Regions from separate parts of the Mus musculus genome. Here region 1 is linked to region 2. The links are chromatin contacts, called in public HiChIP or PLAC-seq maps. All regions are on one chromosome and are shown on one strand. The core of a region is the stretch at or near the end of the contact, and the rest is flanking DNA. Distances in the headings are between cores, read along the strand shown.

The links. HiChIP or PLAC-seq counts read pairs in DNA pulled down with a chosen protein or histone mark.
Region 1: a contact with region 2 is called in an H3K4me3 HiChIP or PLAC-seq map of embryonic stem cells, with 2.3 times the contacts expected there. The contact joins the enhancer-like site here to the promoter of Mecr in region 2. A contact is called at or near these places in 1 of 15 datasets of contacts at CTCF or cohesin (CD8 T cells), 6 of 484 Hi-C or Micro-C datasets (the HL-1 cell line, Th1 cells, embryonic stem cells and 2 more), 2 of 115 datasets of contacts at active chromatin or transcription factors (both in embryonic stem cells) and 3 of 9 other capture datasets (adipose tissue, liver and pancreatic islet).

What each region holds. Positions count from the first base shown.
Region 1 is chr4:131,899,880-131,905,842 of GRCm38.p6, forward strand. Srsf4 (serine and arginine-rich splicing factor 4) reads left to right here. Exons shown (of 6, transcript NM_020587.2): 5 at 183-272; 6 at 386-1,846. The coding sequence ends at 1,193. Gm12992 (predicted gene 12992) reads right to left here. Exons shown (of 5, transcript NR_102393.1): 5 at 1-3,482. It also overlaps the pseudogene Gm12978. Among named protein-coding and RNA genes, the nearest start is that of Gm12992, 17 kb to the right of the region's middle. Within about 2 kb of position 1,557, at least 14 of the 459 cell types and tissues checked have an H3K27ac peak or open chromatin away from gene starts, as enhancers often do. A contact at or near this core is called in Th1 cells and embryonic stem cells, where this site is marked.
Region 2 is chr4:131,841,929-131,847,834 of GRCm38.p6, forward strand. It overlaps Mecr (mitochondrial trans-2-enoyl-CoA reductase), which reads left to right and starts at 1,543. Exons shown (of 10, transcript NM_025297.2): 1 at 1,543-1,750. The coding sequence starts at 1,575.

The DNA of each region.
Region 1 (5,963 bases), core at 307-2,806, 58 kb after region 2:
CTTACAGGCAATTTAAATTGTCTTTTTTTCTAACGCCTTTAATCCCAGGGCTCAAGAAGTCGAAGCAGGTGAATTTCTGTGAGTTCAGGCCAGCCTGCTCTACCTAGCAAGTTCCGGGCTAGCCAAGGTTACTGGCACCTTGTCTCAAAAACTATGTTGTTTTTTGTTTTTCTGCACCACAGGTCTCGCTCTCGAAGCAGACATTCCCGGAAGAGCAGAAGCCGGAGTGGTAGCAGTAAAAGCAGCCATTCGAAGAGCCGGTCTCGATCCAGGTGGGCCTGCAGCTCCCCTGCTCCCACGCCCCACACGCATGCCCGTGCTCTCTCCAGTTCCTGACAGAAAGTGGCTAGTCACCCATTACTCACCCGGCTCCTCTGTCTTCCAGGTCAGGTTCCCACTCCCGCAGCAAGAGCCGCAGTCGCAGTCAGAGCCGCAGCCGCAGTAAGAAGGAGAAAAGCCGGAGCCCCAGCAAAGACAACAAGAGCCGCAGTCGCAGCCGCAGCCCTGACAAGAGCCGCAGTAAGAGTAAAGACCACGCCGAGGACAAGCTCCAAAACAACGACAGCGCCGGCAAAGCCAAGAGCCACAGCCCCAGCCGCCATGACAGTAAAAGTCGGAGCAGGAGCCAGGAGAGGAGAGCAGAGGAGGAGAGGCGAAGGAGCGTGAGCAGGGCTCGCAGCCAGGAGAAGAGCCGCAGCCAGGAGAAGAGCCTTCTCAAGAGCCGCAGCCGCAGCCGGAGCAAGGTGGGCAGCCGGAGCCGCAGCCGCAGCAAGGACAAGCGGAAGGGAAGGAAGAGAAGCAGGGACGAAAGTCGAAGCCGCAGCCGCAGCAAGAGCGAGCGCAGCCGAAAACACAGCAGCAAGCGGGACAGCAAAGTCAGTAGCAGCAGCAGCAAGAAGAAGAAGGACACCGACCACTCCCGGTCACCGTCCCGCTCGGTGTCAAAGGAGCGCGAACATGCCAAGGCAGAGTCTGGCCAGAGGGAAAGCCGGGCAGAGGGTGAGAGCGAGGCCCCCAATCCAGAGCCCCGGGCCAGGTCAAGATCCACCTCCAAATCCAAACCCAATGTCCCGGCAGAGTCGCGCTCCAGGTCAAAATCGGCTTCAAAAACACGCTCTCGGTCCAAGTCTCCATCCAGGTCTGCTTCCAGGTCGCCCTCCCGGTCTAGATCCAGGTCCCACTCAAGGTCCTAACTGGCTCTGCCACGCTGGAACTGCCGAGAAGTGTTTTGTACATGTTGGTAGCCGTAGCACAAGAGTGAAGTAGAACACCCGTCACTGCTGTACATTAACTCCCTAAAGGTGTGTCTCAGTTGTTCAATCTCAGTGCTTCCTCGGTCAGCCTCCAGGCGCCAGGCCTTCCCGCTCTACTGAAAGCAGCTCCTCAGACCTCCCCTTACTCACAGTAGGACACCCAGACGCCTGCCTTTCAGGCCTGGCCACGGCTATAGGGAGCTCGGCACCCAGACGGCTGGCTTCTCAGGCTGGAGTGATGGCGTAGGTAGGTGTGCTGAGCTCAGCCGTCTGCCCTTGAATCGATGCCCTTTGATGTGTGCCACGTAGTGAAAGTGCAAGTCTTCAGTCTCCCACCACTTCGGTTTCCTGTTTCTGGACTTACCAACGTTGTGAATAGCACAGTGGAGAGAAACGGATCCCTGCGTAGCCCCTAGGAAGTAACACTGTAGGAGCTCCACATTCTGGTATTGTGATTATATTGTTTTATATTAAAAGGAAAGATTTTTTTTAATTTTATTTTTCCCCGTCTTGCAAAGTATAGTGACCCCTGTTTCCATTAAATTTGAATAAAGACTATTTTTGCTTGACAAAATTTCACCGCGCTTGAATCTAAATGGCATTTCCTGGTGTGTCATCTGTCCTGCTGTTTTCCCTGTGGTGAGAAGCAATATTTCCCAAAGGAATATTCACCCAGCAGAATGAAGGCAAGTCCCCAAGAGTCTGGGGTTCTGGGGTTCTCTTGAGAAGCTGTGGTCAAGCTGAGGAGAAGTGAGGCCATTTGGAAGCCGTGTCGCCTGTGAGTTCTTCATGAGCAGAGGGGGTTCTGGTGCCTGTCGGTCTTGTCATGATCCTCTTGTCACCGTAAAATCTGCACCGGAAACCAGGGGTATGCCACTGGAATACCATGCCCCAGTCATTCTCGCACTAATTGTCATAGCTCAGGAGGTGCCTGAGATGGTGCTGAGGGGTGGCACGTGTGGCAAGGTGGATCCTGGCCTCCTTAGTGCATGGGCCAACCTGGGAGCTATGCAGGCGTCTGTTGGGATCTGTCCCTAGAGTTCACACTGCTTGTCCATAAGCCAGACCTACAGGGCCTGGAAATACAAAATCAGATGGTTTTCTCCCTTCCCGGAGTCCATGACCTGCCTGTAAATGGTCAGCACTAAGGGCAAGTGGGCCTTCTGAGAAGGCAGCCTCCCTCAGTGGTAAAAAGCACAGGCCATGTGGGTTTGACTAAGTGGTAGTTAAGCCCAGCAGTGATGGTGCCCAGAGGAAGTATGGGGAGGAGCTTGAGTGCAGGGGGCGGGGTCTGTATGGGCAGCACAAGACGTCAGGCCAGGCGGTGGTGGCACACACCTTTAATCCCAGCAATTCGGTGGCCAGTCTGATCTACAGAGTGAGTCTCAGGACAACCAGGGCTACACAGAGAAACACTATCCAAAAAAAAAAAAAAATGTTATGGAGTGTGGTCAGGAGAGGGTATAAAAGACCAGTGAGACATGGCAGTGGGAGATTTGGATGGCCATTCTGAGCTCTTGGAGAAGTAGGTGAATTGGGTCAGATTGGACCATGGAATCCCAGGACAGACCAGGCAGCCAAACTAAAAAACCTCCCAGACTCTTGAACTCACCTTCCCTTTATCTGGGTTCATCAGTGCAGCATCCTGACAAGGATGCTAACACGGCTGCTTCTTATTCTCTGGGAACGTAATGTGCAAGGCGGTGGCGTTCTCGGCATATGGGTTCGTCTGCACAGTCCCCATGGGATTCAGCATTTCTTCCAGCTCGTCAGGAAACGAAGACCAGCTATGCAATATGACGTCTCCAGACCTCAGCTGTCCTTTGAAGTCAAAAACCATGGTATTTACCCATGCGACAGGATAATGCACTTTCCCGGCTTTCCTGATGGTCTGATACTTAGAGGGATTAATAGTCTTTGTTGATTTCTTCGTTTTTACTTTATCCAAAACTGCATAAACAGCAAAACATAATCGAGCCATTCTTGGTAAGTCACAAATATTAATATCAAATTCCAGTTGTTCATTCCAAATATGGTCGTTCTTTCCTGATATCTCTGAGCTTACGACGGTTTTACACAGGAGCTCGGTTCCGTGAAAAAGCCCAGCTCGGACATGAACTTTCACAGTTTCTTCTGTATTAAGCTTATTTCCTTTAACCAAGGTAATTTGGAAAGGGTTGCATCATACATGTGATGTTCCATCAATCCTGGAGGGCTCCTCACTTTACCCTGTAAGAATGGGGATGTGGACATTTTATATTTCCATTTAGTTTTTTGTATGAATGTTTTGTTTTGGGGGGAATTTTTTTGTTTGTATTTTTTTTCTTGTTTTTTTGTTTTCGAGACAGGGTTTCTCTGTATAGCCCTGGCTGTCCTGGAACTCACTTTGTAGACCAGGCTGGCCTCGAACTCAGAGATCCGCCTGCCTCTGCCTCCTGAGTGCCGGGATTAAAGGTGTGCGCCACCACGCCTGGCTGATGATTTTTTTTTTTTTTTAAAGAAGAGTTTATTTTATGTATATGACTACACTGTAGCTGTCTTCAGACACACCAAAAGAGGGCATCAGATGATTGTGAGCCACCATGTGGTTGCTGGGAATTGAACTCAGGACCTCTGGAAGAGCAGTCAGTGCTCTTAACCACTGAGCCACCTCTCCAGCCCTGTATGGCTTGTGTGTGCCTGGTGCTACAGAGGCCAGGACCTCCCTGAAACAGGAGTTACAGGTGATAGTGAGGCACACGGGCTGGGTACTGAACCCAGATCCTTGGTAAGAGCAGCAAGTTCTTTGAACTATCTCTGCAACTCCTAATTTTTTGTTAAAAATTCATATATTTAACTCATAACTTTTCCATCTCACAATGTAAGCTTTGTTCCTGTTTGGCTTTGTTTAAAAGCCAAAAAGTTACATTTCTCCAGTGAGCTCTGTGGTGGACATTGGGAATTTTTAGTCATGGATTCTAACTGCTGATCTTTTGGGGCAACCATATGAAAATTCTGTATGCACCCAGGTCCCTGGTGGTGGGCTCTCCTGGCATTCTCATAACAGGAAGCTCTGAATAAAGACGCCCAAGCAAGATGTGAGGTGCCCTCTGTCTGCAGTGGAAGACACAGACGCTCACGGACATTAACAACATCTCAGAATCTGTCGTCGGCCCTGTTGCAGCCAGGGAAGCTTCATGCAGCAGCATTGCGTGCAGAGAAAGACCTGCTCTCCAGCCCTGATCCTATGGAGTGGGTATGCATGGGTGTCCGTAGATAAAGAGGAAAGCCTAAAGGTGGAGTGCTTCAGCCAGCGCGGCCCGTGGCAAGTGAAGGCTGTAGAGCTACTCTGGTTCTCCTGTAAGATGCTCATCTGTGATAGTTACATAAAGACGTGACGTCACAGCAAGTGAGAGTTAACAATTGAGATTCGAGTCCTCAAGTCAAGCAGGATTGCCGTAGGACTGAATGTGCGTTCCTTCAAAAGACCTGGGGCTGGCAAGATGGCACAGTGGGTTAGGATGCCTGTGTGCATTTTCGTTCAATCTCCAGATTTCCACAAGGTGGCAGGCCAGAGTCCGCTCTCAAGAGCTGTCCTCGGGTCACATGCACCAAGCTGCATGCACACTCCTGCACTCAACCCTTTTCTAAGTTCTAAATTACTGGATAGCAATGGCTCACACCTGTAATCCCCCCACTTGAAAGGAAAAGGCAGGCAGGTCTGAGACCTTGTCTTAAAGATAAGAAGAGTACAACATGATCAGATGACCCTGCTGTGCATAGTTTATTACATTTACTAGTTTTGTGTGAGGAGAATCACTTCTCCCCTCCACGTTGAGCCGTGTGGGCTGAACCTCAGTCACACTACTTGGCAGCGGGTGGTTTAGCCCACCGAGCCATCTCTTTGCTTGCTAGGGAGATTTTAATTGCCCTGAAGATTTAATAGAAAGCCTGCCCAGTAGTCCAGCTGGCCAAGCCCAGGTCACCCACAATGGCAACAACAGGGCAAAGCTTGTCCTCATCTCAGTGGTGAGACTTGTGCTCATGACTCCCTAACCCCAAATATGCAATGAGGATTGACACTGCAGTCTGCTCTGTCGTGCTGAGCTCACACATGCCTTTTTCCATACCAGGCCTCTGCTCCCCACCGCCCCACGGGGGTTAGAGAATGGGAAACAAACAGCACTGACACGCTATTCCAACACTAGGTCCCATAGTGTATGAAGGTAGTCAGGGTGGATTGAAAAGGCAAAACCCAGCTATGTGTTATTTATAAGAATCCTATATTCTATAAACCATAGAAGCTGGGGTGTGCAATTAAAAATACTGGCCTGGCATGTGTGGGCCCTGGGCTTGTTCCTCCTTACCATAATGTAGATTATTGAAACAGACGCTGAATGTAGGGATGGTGGTATGGGAGTGAGTTGACAAGCTAGGGGCTGGGCATCATGGGCAGCCCTTTAATCCTACTACTGGGACAGTGGAGGCAAGCAGATCTCTGAGTCCAGCCTGGTCTACACAGTATGTTCCAGGCCAGCTAGGGGTATGTAGTGGATCCAACTGGATCTGACATTTTAAAAAAAGACTTCATCCAGGGCTGGAAGGAAGGGCTCAGCAGGTAAGAGTACGTATTGCTCTTGTAAAGGAATTTGGTTCCCAGCATCTCAGTCTGCAGTTAAGTGCACCAGCTGCTCTTTCAAAGGACCCAGGTTTGCTTGCCAACACTCACCG
Region 2 (5,906 bases), core at 293-2,792:
AGAAGCCAAGTGACGAATTCAAAACCAAACATCCAGGAAATGGCAGAACCAGGATGCAAATCTAGATTTGCCTGAGTCCAGTTCCCAAAACCTTAATCTCTATGCTTTGGTGGGCTCTCCTCCTCAGAGAAAAATTTGTTTCCCACGGCAAGCTTTGGGTCAATCATCTTTGTCTTTCAAACGCTCTCTGATACTTATTTCCTGGGCTACCACATCACCGGACTCTGGGGAACGTCTAAGAATGTATACCTTTGGATCGTGTACCTCTCTCCATGTTTCTAAATCAGGAGTCCTAAAATGGAACCTCATCTGATTTCCATGCACGCAGTTTGGGAATGGAAGGACTGCCTCCTGCAGCACTTCCTTGCTCCCTTTCTTCAGCCTGCAACAGTGCACACTTGCATGTACACAAATGTTCCACGGACGGGTTATTTATGCTGATGTTTCTTTTCCACCAAAACTAAGAACCTGCGTCTTTCCAGGTTAATACCTTTTACAAAGAATTTTCATTTCCCACCCAATCTCTTTGTATGCTGTGAGCATTTTAAACGACATCTTCCTTCATGGGACCCCTCTCATAGCTGAACAGCTTGATGGTTTTACAATGTATTATCCTGTCAACCTTAACATTGTTCTAATGTTTTGTTTTTATTTTTCCTTAACATTGTTCTAATGTTTTGTTTTTATTTTTCTTCCCAAGACAGATTTTCTCTGTGTAGCCCTGACTGTCCTGGAACTCACTTTGTAGACCAGGCTGGCCTCGAACTCAGAAATCCGCCTGCCTCTGCCTCCCAAGTGCTGGGATTAAAGGCGTGCGCCACCACCACCCGGCTTCTTCTAATGTTTTATCCATTCCTCACAACCGTCTGAAATGAGGTATATCATTTTCATGGCATCAATGAGAAATAGGCTCCAAGTTGCGCTCACTTGCCCAAGCTAGGAAAGAGCTGCTAGGATTTGAGCCTGGTATTCCTGGTATGTTAACTCTGGGTAAAGAAGTCCCCAAGTCTTGGTAGAGCATGCCTCTAATCACAGCACTTGGGAAGCAGAAGCAAGCGGATCTCTGAATTTGAGGCCAGCCTGGTCTACAGAGGGACAGCCTGGAACACACAAAGAAACCTGTCTCGAAAAACTGATGATGGTGGTGATGCTGGGCTGATAAAGTCTTTGTGTTGTTCTGGGGGAACTGAAGATGAAATGATACTTTAAAAAGTCTGGCACAGTGGTATCTCAATAAAGAGTGCAAAGGGGATACTGAGGCCAGAATGTAAATGACTTCCCGGAAACACCACGCGACAAGCAGCAGTCACAGCTTTAAGCCAGTTCTGAACTCTCTTCATGGGTAGGCTGCTTTGGCTAGCTGTGCAACTTCTCCAGGTCTCTGAATACCTTACGTAGCCCACCCTCAATCCTCACACCAGTCCGGGAGAAACCCTACACCAATACCTGGGCAGAGAGCGAGCGGCCTCTTTTAAAGAAGGGGGCGCGGTCACGAGCGGGGCGGGGCTCAGGCTTGCTGTCGCGGACGAATGACGTAGTCCAGAGCGCCGGATTCTGCCAGTGCTGGAAGCAGCATGTTGGTCAGCCAGCGAGTGACAGGGGCGCGAGCCCGGGCACCTCAGCTTGCGGGTCTCCTCGAGGCTTGGTACCGCCACGGCCGGACCACATCCTCCTACTCCGCTCTCTCTGAGCCGTCACGGGTGCGGGCGCTGGTCTATGGCAACCATGGGGATCCAGCCAAGGTCGTCCAGTAAGAGTCGGCGCCGCCACCGGGGAGGGAGCTGGGGTTCCTGGAGGGTTTTGAGGCGGGCGGCGGACTGCCAGGAGAGGACAGGGTCCGAGGAAGAGGGTTCTGCTGTCCTACAGATGCCGAGACCCCAGGGCGTGCTTGCTGACCCGACACCGGTGCTTTCCGGCGGCCAAGGACCCGCGAGGCACCGGTGCCAGAGTTTACTGACCCATATTGGTTTGAAGATTGTGGCAGTCACTCCTTTGTCTCAGTGGATGCTTCCGACTATTTGTCACAGCAACAGTCTGGGGGTATTTATTGCATTTTTTTTTCAGATGAGAAAAGCGAGGCATAAGAAAGTTAAAATTAACATTTGCCCCAAGTCACCCAGCCAGTGAGAATAGAAATTTGAACATACGGTCTGACAGCCTACCTAGATTCTACACCTGTTTTTAAATAGGAGATTATTGTTTGCCTTTCACAGAGGCCGAGGGGCTTGTCTAAAATGATACGGCTAATTAGTGATTGGAATAGGTGCCGGAATTCACCTGTTTCTCATGCGAGTTCCCTTCCACCAAGCCATGTGTGCATCTTGGCCTAATTATGACGAGTTGTTTAAACCCAGCTTGATGGCATGTGCCGTTAATCCCAGCACTAGTGAGGCAGAGGCCCGCAGATCTCTGTGAGTTCAAGGCCAGTCTAGTCTACATAGTCAGTTCCAGGATAGCCAGGACTATAGAGAGAGACCCTGTCTCAAAACAAACAAGCAAAAAGGAGTTGTTTCATAATCCCAGGATGCTGAGGTAAAAGGGTTATGAGTTTGAGACCAACATGGGTTGCATAATGAGCCTTTGTCTCAAAATACACACTCACAGTAAAAATACATAAAAATTTAAAAAAAAATCTTCAAATACAGTTTAGGGGATGCGCATGGTGTGTGCCTGTAGTCCCAGCACTTGCTAAGGGAGGAAGATTGTGAATGTAATGCTAGCCTGAACTACATATTGAGACCCTGCCTCAAAAACAAACAAAAAGTGGACAAGTTGGGCTTACCAACATGCATCTTATTATTATTATTTCTTCCCTTCTTAAGGTCTCCCTGTATGGTCCCAGCTAGCCTAGAACATGTTGAGTAGCCTTGGCTGACCTGGAGTTTCTAGTGATCCTTCTACCTCTGCCACCCCCAGCCCCCAGCACTGGGGCTGAAGTTGCCTGCTTCTAATGGGGGAGGGAGCTCCTTTGGTTATATGTATGTATGTTTGTTTGTTTGAGATTGGGTCTTTGTAGCCCTGGATGGCCTGCCTCTGCCTCCTAAATGCTGGGATTAAAGGCTTGCAACTCCAAACCTACCCACCCCATCCCCCTTTTTAAACAGAGGCTGGGCTCTTAACTTCCAAGTGCTGAGATTGCAGGTGTGTTCCCCACTGTTCCTGCTCCCCTTCCTTTCTCTCCCCTCAGACAAGGTGTTCCTGTGTTGCCCAGGCTGATCTGGAATTTGTGGCCTCTCTTCCCCCCCCCCCCAGGTTCTCAAGGAATTTGAATTATTGTTGATATTCTTTTACATTGTTCTAGAGTGGGTGTGGCCAGAGGGCCCATGCCCCTGAGTTTATCCGAAGCTCCTCTCTGACTGTCAAAGCACCTAGCCGGTACATGAACCATTACAGTAATTCTGTCTGCTGTGAATCAAGGAGTTATAAAGGCACCACAGGGGAAACTTCCGGGGCTTTTTGGTGGAGTGACATTTGTTCATTCTTATCCCTGTATGGTATATTTGTGATGTGGCCCAGAGAACGAAGTGACCTTGCCAAACCCTCAGCTAAGCCAAGTTAGGGCAAAGAGCTGACTCTAGATTCCCTAATTCCCAGATTGGTGCTTTCACCTTAGCCCTACTCCAGACAACCTTAACAGCTCTTTTGACTGGTAAGATATGTGTAATTAGTTGGTAGCTCACATGCGGAAATTATGAATTAAGATCCAACAGAATTTTATAAGAGGATATTATAGACATAGAGGTTCAGAGGTTGACTAATTTGTCTAAGATCAAACATCTCATATTTGATTTTAAGAGAGGGAGGGAGGGAGGGAGGGAGGGAGAGAGAGAGAGAGAGAGAGAGAGAGAGAGAGAGCGCGCTAGCTCTCAGGAGTCAGTTCTCTCCTGCCGTCTTTAGCGAACAGGTGATGGAGCTCAGGTATCAGGTCTGGGCATCAGTACCTCCGACTGCTGAGCTGACCCATCAGCCATAAGTTGTATTTTGCTCATAGGGAATCAATCATGTCAGGATAGACACTTCCCTGGAGATTTTGCTGCAGTGAGGTGATAAAGTCCTTATGAGCAGGCCTCCATTTTCAGAAATGAACTCAAACTGAGAGCAGTGAGGTGGTGCTCCCAAAGGCTCATCATTTGTGTCCCTCGCCAGCCTGCTGCAAAGCACCTGCTCCTGTCATGTTAGCCGAACCCAAAGCTCATTTCGTTAAGAAGGTCACCTTTTATTGCATTCTCCCAAGGTGATAAGGAAGGCTTGGGTGGTTAAACAGCTGTGTGCAGTGGCCTCCTGATTGGTTTCCTGTTAGAGTGCCAGGGAAGCTGGGAACAGCCCAGTCTGTCTACAGATGCCTCCAGGAAAAAAGCCAGCAGCTTTTGTCTTCTATGTAGACTTCTAGTTATTTCCCCAAGTTCAGAGCATTCTCTTCAGCCTGGATTCACAGCTCAGTCTGTCACCTGTGCTACATTTGGAAACTACTTCTGGGCTCTGCCTCTAAAGTGCTCAGTGGGTCTATCTCGGCCTAGGGTGGCCATTTATTTACGCTTTTCAGGCCTCCCGGTGACTGATGCCTAGCCATTGTTGAGGAGCAATGCCTACAGATAGATGGCCAGGCAGTAGGGATTGTCCCTGGTCTGGCCTGACCTTCCCTTCTGACTCAGATTCAGACAACTTTGCATGTGGGCTGAGGCCAGTGACCGATCGAGATTCCCTTTGTAGTCCTGTGTAAGGTTTACAGTGCCCACAGCCACCAAAGAATCAAATGTTCCTTTCCCATCTTAATGTCTGGGCATCACTGGGCCTGGTGACCAGAAGATCATGAAACTATCCAAAATCCAAACAGTAGTTCCCAGACAGGTGTGTTGTGTACTGTGGGCCAGTGCTCTGGGAGGTGGGGGGAAAGTATGAAATCAGGCTGCAGAGTCTTACAGGATTCTGGACATTTCAGAGGTGGCCAGAGCCACTGTTCTCTGTGCAGACTTCTAGATTCTGTACCACAGAGGTCTGGAAATCCAGATGTCCTTTTCTTTCCTCCTCCCTAGACCCTCCTGCCCCTCCCCCATCCTACAATGTGTTCCCTCAGAATGCTGCTCTCTTTAGTGATAGTATGGAAATAACTCTCATTTATTGTATACCTACCAAGTAGCAAGCATTGAACTAAGTTCTCTCCAGTTTCTTGGGATGCTGAAGCAGGAGACTTGTTTGAGCCCAGGAGTTAAAGATTAGGCTGGACAACATACTAAGACCCTCAAAAAAGAAGGGGGGCCAAGGGGCCGCAGGAATTCAGACCCATCCCTGTATTCCTGTATGTCCTTGTTCGACGGACCAAAATATGAGTCCCAAGAAGATGGGCAGGATCACCAGGAAAGCCAGAAGAGGCCCAGCAAGGCTGGTGAGTGACAAAGAGCTCTGGTCCCTAAGAGTCCAAGACTCGGTTAGCTCTCCACCAGCTTAGGCCACTTACACACCCTGCTGTGGTCAGGAACTGAGGAACCATCTTCCTCCCATTTGCAACTTGTGTTCTGCTTGTTAATTAGTAAAGTCTCAGCATCCTAAGCACTTCATTAAATCACAGAAGGCAACCTGCTAATCATGAGGACTACATACAGACCTGAGCAACACCACAGGAGCTGTCAGTCACCTTTGCCCAGTGCTATATGAGGGCACACATTCCTGCCTCATGTGCTGAGCAGATGGGGAGGTCTGTTCGGTTATGTGCTCTCTCAGTCGGGTCTGACTAAAATTATTTGCAATGATGGAGTGAAAGATGAAAGAACAAATGGCTGCTGATTAAACATGGGAGGCAGGAAAGAGCGCTCAGCAGAGCTGGCCAGTGTCTACCTTACCCAGCAGATAGAACTGAGCAGTCCCCCGGGGACTGGGATCTTTCTTTCCCCTCTCAAAAGGCTCTTTCT